2 separate regions of the Rattus norvegicus genome follow, and region 1 is linked to region 2. A link is a contact called in public Hi-C data. All regions are on one chromosome and are shown on one strand. The core of a region is the stretch at or near the end of the contact, and the rest is flanking DNA. Distances in the headings are between cores, read along the strand shown. Region 1 overlaps Kcnma1 (potassium calcium-activated channel subfamily M alpha 1). Region 2 holds the start of Kcnma1 (potassium calcium-activated channel subfamily M alpha 1).

Evidence for each region. Hi-C and Micro-C count contacts between places; a contact is called where the count stands out from the background.
Region 1: a Hi-C map of kidney shows a contact between it and region 2, with 4 times the contacts expected there. The contact joins the enhancer-like site here to the promoter of Kcnma1 in region 2. A contact is called at or near these places in 8 of 12 Hi-C or Micro-C datasets (frontal cortex, hepatocytes, kidney and 3 more) and 1 of 1 datasets of contacts at active chromatin or transcription factors (oligodendrocytes).

Annotation. Positions count from the first base shown.
Region 1 is chr15:553,082-559,691 of GRCr8, reverse strand. All of the region lies in intron 2 of Kcnma1 (potassium calcium-activated channel subfamily M alpha 1), which reads right to left. Among named protein-coding and RNA genes, the nearest start is that of Kcnma1, 200 kb to the right of the region's middle. Within about 2 kb of position 1,306, at least 5 of the 93 cell types and tissues checked have an H3K27ac peak or open chromatin away from gene starts, as enhancers often do.
Region 2 is chr15:350,536-357,185 of GRCr8, reverse strand. It overlaps Kcnma1 (potassium calcium-activated channel subfamily M alpha 1), which reads right to left and starts at 5,261. Exons shown (of 30, transcript NM_001393699.1): 1 at 4,804-5,261. The coding sequence starts at 5,181. LOC103693799 (a long non-coding RNA gene) reads left to right here and starts at 6,311. Exons shown (of 7, transcript XR_010058082.1): 1 at 6,311-6,487.

The sequences.
Region 1 (6,610 bases), core at 57-2,556, 210 kb before region 2:
ACTGCTCTCTGACCATCTACGTGCAGAGACAGGCAGATCTCTGAGCTCAATAGCCATCAATTCTAGCCTACTTGATGAACTCTGGGCTCCTGAGAGGGAGACTCCATCTCAAACAAAACAAAGTTTACAGGCCAACAGATCTAGCAGGGTTTGGTGACAGACAGAAACCAGGCAACTATTACCTTTTGAAATCCCCACTTTCTGTGATCTGGCCTGTTTTGTAGCATTATTGCTATAGCAGCAGGCAACTATGTGGATTGTTTTTTCTACTCCCCAGTGAGCTCTTCCTCCCTACCTTCCTTAGGAGAGTTGCTCTAGCCACAGTCACAAAAAAAGGTGGGGTGGGAGACATTAAACAGGGAAAAACTGGCAGAGGCAATGGCTACAGCAAGAGTTTGTTGACCCTCTCTGTTACTCTACTGGATCCTGGGCTTCCAGGCCTGTGGAAGAGACAGTGTGCCTAGTTCATTTACTTTCTGGATTAACCCATTTCTTGCAAACAAGAAAGGCCTGATGGTCTGCTTGCCTAGGGTGGAGGCACATAGATGTAAGGAAACTTGGAAGCCTCAGGTTAAATAAAAACCCATGTCCTCTCAGGCTCACACAGTAACCCAAGTTATCACTGAGAGTTCTCTGGCTTCTCCTACCCCAGGCTGTCCATACCAGTACATGGCCAATTTCATTAACTAAAATTAACTAGATGGGCAAAACGAGAACCCTGATGCATAAGAGGCTTGGGTGCATTTAATTAAGTTTATGAGTGTTCTGATTCCTTAAGACAGACAGGCAAGAAGCAACTGGCAACCCTTCCTTCTCTCTCTACCCAAAGTAGAAAGAACAATTCTTATTTTTTAAAAAAAATAAAGTTTTGAGAACCAAATGGTGGCTTTTGGGTGGTGTCATTTCCCTAAAATTGTCTTTTCTGGAAGATGCCTTTTTCTGGAACCTGACTCTCTAAATGGGGCTTCTAGTCCTCCAGATTGGAGTGTTTAGGGCCCACAGGCACGAGTCCGTCTGCCTCCTCCTAAACATAGCCTCGCAAACTAAACTCGGAAGTGTCAGCTTGCATGTGGTCCCTAGTGTGAGCGACTTCACCACCATCACCGTCTCTATTTTTGAGTCTCTCTACTAAAATTCCTCGCAGCTGGAATGGAGGTTCTAAGGACAGTCACAGCCCACTAAGACATTTTCTTTTTCTCACAAATAGCCACATGTAAACCTCTAAGGGTTTGGGAAGCAAGGTGGGAAAACACTGCAAGCCCTGACTGAAAAGCTCCGAATCGCTCGTTCTATTCTAAGCCTCCAGGGGGCACCAGCCCTTACTGGTCCAGAAAGAAGGAAAAGAGGCATAAGGGCAGTAAAGCAGAAGGCCGGCTGATGTTAGTCATAAAATCATATTTATTTGGCCCTTGGGATCCAGCAGCAGGGACTCACGGAATCTGAGACTGGAATTAGAAACACTGAGGTCCCAGGTCTGCTCGAGGGACTAGCCACAGCCTCCAAGCCAATCCAACCATCCTGTTTTTCAGTTTGCACCTTTTATATTGTACAGAGTTTTCTAGTCTGTAAGAAACAACAGGTGTCTGGTGCCTTGAATGGTGGCTAATTTCTAATAGTTGTGCAGGATGCTTGAAAGAGCCCAGGGGACATGTCTCACATGTATGGTTATACACGTCCATGTACATACTATGTTCACCCACATCTTTTCAATGGCTATGTGGCCACCAAAATAGCTGTCACACATACCTCACATATGGTGTTGACAAGCCCACTGAAGTCAGCCACGTACCCTGTCACACTCACTCTATCTCCAGGGAAGACTGGGCGTGGAGAATGTATTTGATCCTCTTTCCATGAGACTAATCTGTTATCCTGCCAAAGGTTTTCCTGTGACACACTTGCCCACAATGACAGCTCTAGGGAGCCGAATACAACCCCGCCTCTGGCCCTTGTACAACTCAGGAAGGCAGTATATGAAGTGAGAATTTTCTGGCCAGTTTGACAATGATGAGTCAGGCTGGCATGAGCCAGTCCAGTCTCAGAAAGGCCAGACCCTGGATGGACCTGAATGGAGGGTGTGCACAGAACAAACATTGACTGACTAGACCCACATTATACCCACACTAGGGATGACTAGCTAGACCCAGAATCATCCAGCAGCCTTGTTTAGTGCTTCTTGGTCCTCTGAGAAAATATTAGGTTCAGAGAGGTTTCAAGTTTGCCCCCCTTCTCTTCCTCTCTCACCCCAGGAAAGGATTTGTTCTTCCCTCTGCCTTTGCTGTTCTCTGTGACAGCCTACTATAACATGATGCCTGGGCTGACAGGTAACACAAACCATAGGAGCCACACAAGATGCATTTTTTTCTGACATGTATTCAATCAATGACTTATCGCCACAACAGGAAGACCCAGAGTCTGACATTCTCCCCACCAGCAAGATGAGGAAATTGTGGCTTCAAAAGATGAAGCTACTGGCCCAGAATGAAAGCCCTGAGGAGAGGCTAGACAGGGATAGCAGTCTGGTTGCAGCTTCAGCCACAATCCACACAGAGGCCCTCTGTATTCCAAGGACCACACTACAGCAGCTCCTTGCCAGGAATACAGAATATTTGTTGTTACAAAGTGTTCCGTATCACCTCCTGGTATGCTCTGGCAAGTGAGTAGAGAAGCTGAAAAGTGGACAGACACCAGTCAGATTCCTACTTGAAGGGCAGAACGCCTAGCTTGCAACCCAACAGAGGCTAAGTAGGGTGGGAAGCAACATTCCGTTAGAATGTATGGTAACAATAAACACGTGGGGACTAGTTCCAGAGAGCTGGACAGGCAAGTGGTTGAGTTAAAGACAAGTAAGTACTACTCCTACCCAGCCACCATTCTCTTGGATGTCCAAAAGTAGAGGAGTTACTGTACCAGAACAATGTCTGGGGGGCCAGCATGAAACTCTCAGGTCATAAGGATCTTCCTTTCTCCAGAACTGTCTGATTTCTAAGTCTGTCCTTCTTTTTCCCATATGCTCTGGGGAGACCAGAGGAGCCAACCTGCTGGCTAGTAAAATTAGCAGCTGGGCTTTTTACAGGGCACACTGGATAGCTGGGTACACTGAGTGCTAGTTTTCATGCCAGCAGCCAGTGCAGGCTGAGGTGCCTGCCCTACAGACCTGCATCAGGAGAGCCCTCACATAAGGAGTCAGGGAGAGGGAAGGACGGTACTGTGGAGGTCTGGTGAAGGGCCTCAGGTAGCAGACTGCAGGAGGGTGGTCATGTGAGAAGGTGCAAGGGGTGACTTCGCTATGGTGATCTCAGAAACAGACTGTGTCCAGGCCCTAGGCTGAACCTACTAAAAGAACAAACAACGAACTTGCTAGCAGCCTGGGACCACTCACCCCCATCTCTTCCTACTCTACTTAAGACTGACTTGAGCTTACAGGAGTAATATAGGCACATTGTTCAGAGACTGCAGAAATGTTATATCCTGTCTATTACCTTGTGCACTGGGCAAATTCTTTGGAAAGAATTTCACCAGTTTCGAAGGGGGCGACAAACTTTTTCACCATGCGGTCAAACAGTAACTGGTTTTAGTCTGGTGAGTGTTTGGGACTCCGTGGATGTTTCTCACGTCTTCACAGGATTGTGTTACAAAAGCAGCCACAGACATGAGGTAAATGAACTTGCATGGCTTTATAAGAATTAAATTTTGAGGACAATGGAACTTGAATTTTGTATACTTTTTACCTGTTGCAAAATACCTTTTAGATTTTTCTAAAGCAATTTGAAAATGTGAAAAACTAACTTTTGCTCCTAAGCCATACAAACTGAGCAGTGAGCCACTCTGGCCCATGTGCTATAACCATGTGGTTGGGTAGTTTCAGCAGTGTCACCCCTGTGACATGGGAGAAGGGCCCAGCAGGGAGATAAGAACAGAAGCTGCTGGGGCCAGTGAAACGGTTCCATAGGTAAACGGGCTTGCCACCAAGTCTGACCACCCATGATCAATCCCAGGGACCTAAATGGTAACAGAAAGTAGAAAGCTAACTCTAAAGGTTTCTTCTGACTTTAATGTGTGGCATGCCCTGCCCCCAGGATATTATAAGTGAATGGATATAGCTTTTCAATTTAAAAAATAAAAAAATGGGCTAGAAGTTTATGAGGAAATGGAATCATTTTATTCTGCTCCAAATGCCTCTGCGGGCATCTATAGGCTGATATGCATGGGCAATCTCCCAGATCAGATAGGAAATGAAGTCTGTTCAAGTTCCCAGAGAATCGTTTTTAATCCCAAAGCATCTCTTGCACTCAATTCCACTTAATTAAAGCAATGAGGATTCGGCTTGGCCAATTGTTGGTAGTTACGTCAGAAGACAACTGTGAACATCTCCAGCAACAGGCAGCTCGCTCCCTATGGTGGGAGCCTGCTCAGTGCAACCGCTCCTGTGACGTAATCTTCCATCCGAATAAATGGTACTAGGTCACAAGTAACAAGTGCCATAACTTTGGTGCCTCTTCCATCAATGTCAAAACAGTTACTTAATCATATAAAAATGCAATATATCATCTCTGATTTCTTGACTGATACCAACGTACAAACACAGGATAAAATAGGTATAATTTAAGTGCTAGCAGTGAATTACTAAGGGGGTCATTTGACCCAAAGCCCTCCCCCCTTAAGGGTGTTCATGCCAATAAAACCTGTTGGCTTTCAACAGGACAGAAAAGAAGCAGTAACACATCACTACCCATAATGCAACCCCAAAACACCCCTATTCTTTCTGCCCTATAAAGTAACAGTTGATGCTGTGACAATTTTATGTAGCTTTGCCAAAAATATGAAAGGATAAAGGATCGATGTGGGGAAGGGAGGAGAAAATGGACATGTATACTGTGTGCAAATCTGCCACCAAGCTCCACTGACAAAGGAGAGGATACACACAAGAAGCATGGCCGGCATCAGCAGCCCTCCCCCCACCCCAATGGTAAGTAATGAAGGACAGTAACACACGTCACACAACAGATTCCTTGTGCCCCTGTGCACCCATCTTTGGGTTCACCGATCGAGTACCATGTTCAAACAGTTCAGCAAGCACAGCACAGCTACTTCACTCCAATAACCCAACGGGGTGACTTCTGCTTGAAAGGCAAGCTGAGCATGTATTGTCTCTCGAGCCCCTGAAGATAAAAATAAAATGGCCCAGACTGGGTACATAATGTGTCAAATGCCACCCATATGACCTATTGAGAATGATAAAGGGTGAGACTGGCATTTTGTTTCTCCATACATTGATAAAGCCGCCCCTAGACGTGGGAGCGAATAGCAAATGTTTTCAGTTGGTGGAATTATATTTGCATGCTTCCTGGAGTAATGTTCAAGTGCAGCAGTGTATGCAAGCAGGGAAATAAACTAAAATGAATGAAGCTAAGGGCTTATCTTTGCCCAAGGAGGCAGTTATTGTGTTGGGGAAATCAGTCTTTTAAGAGAATCATAAAACGCGGCATCAGTCATAGGTTTGACAGGAGGTCCAGGCAATGCAGTCACAGCTCAGACCCTGTCTTGTGGCTAGTGTTAGATTTCTTAGAGAGATGGTTCCTCTGAGATCAATGGAAATTAATGTAACCATTTAGAAATGAAATTTCTGTGGAGATTGTGGAAGGTTCTAAGTGTTTATATGTTTTTGTGTGTGTGTGCATGTGTGTGTATATATATGAGTATATCTACATCTTTCTTCCTTGTAAATGGATTTTCCACTACTATTACTTGTATTCTATAAGAATATTCCTACCTTTTGATTCCTTTATAAAGTAAGGGGATAAACTGCTGCTTTTGAAAGAAAGCACATGGGCCCATCACCTGCTACTGTCAATAAAGCTTTATTGGAATACACGTGCAGTGTGGGTGTTTGTGGCTGCTTTCAAATCAAAATGGCAGATGAAGCAGTTAACATGGAGTCTGCATAGTTCACAAAGCCTAGCATGTTCACAACAGGAACATTTGTCAACCTTGAAATAAAATATCTATATTGATTTTAGGTTTTTGAGTCTAACAAGCAAAAGCAAGGCCATGTGTTTCATGCCCCCTATCTTAAGATATCACTTCAGCATTACAAGGGTTTAATCTGGCACCAAAAAGTGTACAAAACACCTAACAGCAAATATGTATGCCAATTATGAAAGTGAGGAACTCAAGACCAAGAAGGAAAGAAAATAGAAACAGAGAAAAGTGGGGGGAGTGAGCCAACATAGAATTCAAACTCGGGCTTCTCTATGTTCATGTGGTCCAGTCAACCTTGGCGCACAGCAGTCACCAAAGAGATATTACCCCTTTCCCAATTTAGAATAATCATGGTGTTAGCTGACAAATCCATAATTTTTAGTAAAAGTAGCTTATTTAATTCCTCCAGGAGTGTGTGCCTGAAGTAAATAAGGTAGACTGTAGGCAATGCAGTCCTCAGCAACGCCCAAGCATTTGGGAAGAATCCTAAAGACATCTTCCTTCATATTGAAGTCTCACTGAGTGTAGGCCAACTCCATATCCTAAACTGGAACTTCTCAGCAATCCAACATGTTCCAGAATTCTAAAATAAGCATGTACTGTTCTACGATTGTCCATCAGCATCTGT
Region 2 (6,650 bases), core at 4,012-6,511:
ACATGGTGTTGAACAGCTACATCTCCAGGTGACTGTTACAATGGTTTCCTTCTGCCAGCCCTATTCTCTGAGACACCAATACCATCAAGGACCTACCTACATCCCCGCCCCATCATCAGCACATCAACCATGATGTCAAGATGTCCTCCGTAGATCTTTCTTCACCTACCAGATCCCAAACATCATAGCTTGCAGCAATCCAAAGTCAGGAGTCCCAATCTCAGTGTGACTTTGGACAAGTTAGACTCATACCGGCAGATCTGGAGGCTCCTTTTGGTCCCCAAATTCTCTCTGTTCTAGTGTGTGCCCTTCGGCAACTACTGTTCAACGAATCATCAAAAACAGCTTCTCGCTTGGTGGAGCTGTGGTAACTCTTACTTCCCAGAGGCCTGCTAGTATCAGGTGTTTGTTGGGCACTAGACACCCATGTTATTGATGCTTCTCATAGGAATTCTATAAAGTAAGTGTCAGTGGGTTCCTCTATGGCTGATGAGGAAATAAGGCTCACTGTCAGCCAAAGATACCCTCCTGAGTGGGAACAGCAAGCTTTATTCTGAGTCTATTAATGGTAGAGTCTAAAATATCAAAATAAAAAAAGTAAACAAAACAGCAGTGGTGCTGGAGAGATAGCTCAGCAGTCAAGGGCACCTACTTTTCTTGCAGAAGACCCAGGTTTGGTTTCCAGTACCTACATGGTGGCTCACAGACATCTAAGTCTCTAGTCCCAAGGGATCCATCCAACCCCTCTTCTGACCTCCACAATCTCCTGCATGTACCTGACGTACATACTCAGGTATGTACTCAGTTACATACACATAAAACAAAATTAAAATTTTTAATAACCAATGAGTACAGGCTATGTGGACAAGGCCAGGTCAGGTCCTCCGTGACTAGGGACTGACAACTTCTCCCCGGCCTCCCTGAGTGATCTGACCATAAAAGAGTATGTGGAGGTCATCAGTGCTGGCAATTGCCAGGACAAGAGGAAACCAGGCACTGAGGCCAATCTGGAATCTAGAGTTCCAGGGTGCTGATGCCGCAGTCCTGATTGATGCACCAGACCAGACCCTGGGTAATTACCAAGCCATAATGGGATCTGATATTTATATTAATCACGAGCTTGTCGGAGAAAATGTGTTGTTTTCTCAGACATAACCATGGAGACAACACCTCAATAATTCACAGCATGCAGAACATCTTTGACCAAGACCAAGGTTCTATAGGGATGATAGCCCTGACTGGGATTATCGGTTAGTCTATGCCTTGTCACATGCAGGTCCTGCAGCAAACCAGAGGCCCATCCACAAGTGACCTATTTCCCCAAATGCTTAAAGAGAAGTAGACCACAGGCTAGCAAATGAATAAAACAAGGGGGGGGGGGAGAAGAAACATAGGTGGTTAGGAGGCAAATTCCAAAGGAATCGGAGCTTAAAAATCTTTCCCCAAATTCTTCTGTCCTTCCATTCTCTTGTGTGCGATCCCAAGACAAAGAAGAGGATTGGAACTTATGGGGTCCAATCCTCAGATTTCCTAGGGGCCAGAGAGGTTAAATGGCTTATGCAGACTGTCTGGGCAGTTCCCCCAGCTCGCTGCAATCTAGGACTAGACTGAACCCCAAAACTCTGTTGCCAAATGACCAACGCACACTGATGTAACTCAGGGTGGTGGAGGGAAGCAATAGCATGAAAAACCTGAGCAAAGAACCGTGCTCAAGTCAGGAATGGGACGGTGAGGTTTGCTGTGCGCCTATTATTCTGTCCACTCTCCCACTATTTGAGACAGGCTTATGGCTACCTAGTCCAAGCTGACTTAAAACAGTCCTCCTGCCTCTGTCCTTGAATACTGGAATACAGGCATGTGCCACCATACCCAGCATAAATATTCCTCCATTACTCCCCTACTTCTCCCCAAAAGCTTACAACTTTTTAAAATAATGATAATAATAATAACAAAGGCATTAGCTCTGTGTTATTTGGAGGCCAAAGGCACAAATGAACAGAGACCCCAACATGTATGTCCACAGTCTTGGGTTCATTTGACAAAAAAAAAAAAAGTCATGGTGCAGACCCGGAGAACAAATGTATAGGATTCCAGACTCCTGGTGAAACACGTCTCCCTGGGAATTTCAGATGCTGAGTAGATACCTTTCCCAGAACTCTGGCTCCTAGTAAGTCACACTAGACCTGGATAAGAGTGGGGTGGGTGAAGAGGCTTGAGGGTGGGTAGAAATTTCTGTGGAATAGCAGCAGAGGTTTGCTTAAAGAGACTGGCAGATACAGCTTTTCTAAACTTGAGCTGAATTCTTTATTCTGTACCGAGTCTTGACAAAACTATGGAATATTTGAAAAGCAAAGAGGGGATTGACTGCAAAACAAACACAGAGCTCAAAGAGTAGAAAGGGAAGCTCTGAAAAATTCTCACTTACCATCATTAGGTAAAGGGAGTTTAGTATACACACAATTTAATTGAACTAATCAAGAGGCAGGTATTAAAAAAAACAGGGCATGATTCTAAAAGAACTCACAGTACCAAAAATAGCTGGATGATACTCTATTTTGGCCTTCAATCTTTCCAAACAACCACAATCATCTTTCATTCCAGGGTGATTTCTGTATTGAAACTCTCAATTGTTCTCACTCTGCTGATTCTGAGGCTAAAGACTCTGTAGACAAATGTGTACAGATCGGTTTATTTTTTAATTATTGTTACACAAAACCTATTTTCTGAGAAAACTGGCAAAAGCTACTCTGGTCATTATTTAGGAGAGAGATTCTTTATGTAAATTCTCTCAGAAACATTTCATGACACGCACTAAACCAGTACAGGGTACCCCCTAGAGTAAAGAGATGATAAACACTCCACTTAAAACCTCAGGATGACAAAAGGTTTCATTATGACCAAATTTGCTCACTTTCTGAAAAGAGAAGGTGGTTTGTTTGTTTTATTAAGCCAACCCAAATCACTTCCATATAGAAAATAATTGAGAAGCATGCAACTAAAGATAGAGGCCAAGTCTCAGTATGGGAGGGAGACGCTCCCAGGACTAGCTGGAGATGCAGTAGAAAGAATGAGTGAATGGGATTCTGTGATCAGGCTACAGTTAAGTCTGATGGAGCAGAAAGTGTCTCTGAGTCTGACTGTAGGAACCTTGCTTAATCTGAGGGCTTCTCTGGAAGGCCAGTGAACTTTCTCCTTGAAAAGGACAGGGTTGGGGGGGGGGGGTGCTTCATTATCAAGAAGCGGGCTCTAAACAAGCCCACCAGTCACCATTGGAGGCTTTCAGAGCAATGCCAAGAGGAAGCAAAGAAGGAAGGGAGGGAGGTTTTACTTTTTCCTCCCTTATTCCAACACACCAGTATTTTCCAAAACACAAATGTGCTGCCACAAAACACAGCTGAGCCCAGCACCTACGGTAATGTATAATTAATGACACAGAGTGCTTCAGTTGCCCTTGGGTTTCATAGTCAGCCTTCCCCTTTAACCTAACTCTTCTCTTTAGCAGCTACAAGATGCCACAAGTTGCTGAACCCTGTAATGCCTGAGGGGGGTCCTGTGATTAACTTTACTAGAGCAGGTGTTGACACCTGGGAACCAGGATGAGTGCCTTGCCCAACCCCCCCCCCCTAGAGATCTCCTCTCTCCAAAAGTGTGGGTGCTGTTAAGTTCTCTTGGATCAGAATTTCTCTAAAAGAAGGCACCCAGTTCAGCTCCCTCTTTTTGTTCCCTGTTCTTTCTTTTATTCATTCTGTAGTTCTCTCTCAAACACTGCCCACCTCCGGACCCCTGTGCCCAGCTAGTGCTAGGTGGTGGGCAGAGACCCCTCTAGGATATGGACACAGCCCAGGAGTAAGCCTAGCAACCATATATCTGAGATGTGAGTCCTAACACGGGTGGGCGACTCTGCCAGGAATAGCTTAAGGCAACTTCCAGCCACATCGAGTGCCAAAGGGGGGCTTCGTGAAGCAGAGTTCCCTTGGACCCTGAGGTGTGCAACCCTGGTGCTACAGATTGGAGCTGCTGGCTGTATTTGCAGGGATCCAAAGTGGGTGGCCTAGGAGAGGAGTGTAGAGGTGGTGAAAGTACTTGGGGCAGGGGAATGTTCCACAAAGAAAACGTAAGTGATGGAGTGGGCGGAAGCATCAGACTTGCAACCATGCCACGTTTAGAAAGTGATTCTCCATAGATTGACCCCATTCCAGGATAACTCTTTTCAACTTTTTATTGATCCCTGTGCCCCCACTTTCTAAAGCCATATTCCTCCCCCAGAATTCCAAAATGCAAAAGATTTTCTCCCTTGCTCTAATGACGTTCCCTTCTTAGGGACCCTATGAACTGATTTCCCCAACAAGCTCCTAAAGTAGGAGCTGATCTGTCCCAGCCAGCCCGCTGTGATGAGCCTGGACGCAGCCAGTGAGTGATGCCCAGCACGCACCCAGGGTCTTTCAGCTTCCTGTGTCCCCCGCAAGGTTCCTTCTCCTCACCCTGCAACAACATGCCCGAAAGACACATGTACCCCCGACCCGGGTCCGGCCGTAGCCACCAATAACCCTACAATAAGTAGAGAAGTAAAGCGGGGGTCTGTGTCCCAGAGCGCACCGGCTGGGGTCAACTCCTCACCCCTGGCGCACAGACCGCTGCCCCAATCCGAGGGCACAGGGAAAGGGGAGGGAAGGGCAGGCGACGGGGACAAGGCTGGTAGGACGGAAGGAGGCAAGACACGGTGCGGAGCTAAGAGGTGGGCTGCAGGGGACGCCGAGAGATGGCTGGGATGGCGCAGGGGCGGGCGCCCGGGGCGCGCGTTACCTTCGTCTTGCCCCCGCAGTGGCAGCAAACGGTCCACAGGTACTTGAGAGTCCGCCAGAGCAAGATGATGAAGAGGCCCCCGAAGAAAGTCACCATGGAGGAGGCCAAGAAAGCCCACCACATGCGTTGGCCCCGGCTGTCGCACGGCACCTCCATGGTCACCGGGATGATGAGCGCATCCATCTTGGGCTCGTGGACCGAGGACGAGGAGGAAGAGGAGGAGGAAGAAGAGGAGGAGGAAGAAGAGGACGCGTCTAGGCTGAGATGGTTCGCGTGGATATTGCTGCTCATTCTAAGACCGCTGCCTCCGCCGCCGCCGCCGCCGCCGCCGCTGCTGCCGCTGCTGCCGCCGCCGCCGCCGCCGCCACCGTTTGCCATAGCTAGCAACGGACGGCCGGCGCAGGGGCTCGAGGGAGCTCCTCCCGCCGCCAGCGCCACCCCGAACACCCATCAACAGCCATGTTGCTGCTACTGCTGCCGCCGCCGCCGCGGAGCGCCGGGAGGGGGGCGGGGAGGCGCCTGGGCTCGGGGCGCTGTGCGCGACCTGGCGGGGTGTGCGGAGATATATACAGCCAAGCGCCGCCGCCCGCCCTCCCCCGGGCTGCCCGCCCGCCCGGGGGGGGAAGGGGATGAGCGCGGGTGGCTCCCACTCCCCGACCCGGGCTCCGATCGCCCCCGGGGCTGCGCGGGGCACCGAGAGCCCAGGGGGCGCCGCGGGCCGTCCGCGCCCGGGGTCTGGGCGGCCCGAAGCTCCGAAAGCGCGATCCCGAGTGCCTTCGGCGCCGCCCGGTCCACTTGGCGTGCGCCACGCGTGTGCGCTGCGCCCCGGCCCGGGGTCCCCCGCCCGTCCCCGCGCAGCTCTCTCGGGTGATGAGAAGACAGCTCGTTAAGATCGGAGAATCCGCGCCCTCCCGCCCGGGCGTGCCCGCGCCACCCTTCCTCCCCCAGACTGCGCTCCGCTCCTGGATCGCCGCCTCCTGAGCTCGCGGGGCCGCGGTAAATTGGCTGCGGCTGTCTGCCCTGCCTCCGCGGCCAGCTAGCGGATGCCCTGCCGGACCCCTTCGGACCGGGTCTTCGCGACCCCGAGCCTCCTCGGCCTCTGCTCGCTTCTTCCTCCTCGCCTCCTCGGGCTCTTCCTCGTCCCCGTTCTCGCAGCCGGAGCCTCTTCGGCGCGCGCCCCGCGCTCCCCGCAGCCGCCAACAGTGGCAGCTGCAGCAACTGGAGCAGGCGCGGGCTCAAGCCGCCCGAAGCGAGAGGGGAGGAGGCTTACCAGGCTGGCCACGGCTTGGGGCTGAGTAGGGGCCGCAGGTCTTTTGGAAGTGGTCGGGCATGCGGCCCCCCACCACTCAGGACACAGAGTATAGCGCCCCCAGCCCAGATGCAGGATTTAGCAGGTGTTGCGCCCCCTTAAGCTCAGCGGGGTACCAGAAGGGAAAGCCACCAGGTGCCTGAGGAACCCCTAATGGGGAGGGGAGGAGTGGTTGGCTGTCGGCTCCATTCAATGGGCTTATTATTGCCCCTAGATCCTCAGGCTTGGAGACTAAGGAAGACCCTAGTGAGCACAGTACGCGTGCTGACTGATAGTTCATTCACACTTTCGTTTCCTAGGTGCCACAGCGTGCGTTGCTGATGAACAGGGGCATCTGAAAGTCTGTTGGTAGTCTATGACCTCTGACAGCTGCAGGTGGGTTTGTTGTTTGTTCTTTGTTATTTCCTTATCAAGCAACCTGATAGTAGGCAAAGAAGACAGCAGCCTGACTGTTGGTGTGGAACAAACTTGGGTAGACAACGGGTTTCTTAAAGGGTCTCTTCCTTGTCCTTTAGAGTCATGTGAGGAGAGCAACTGA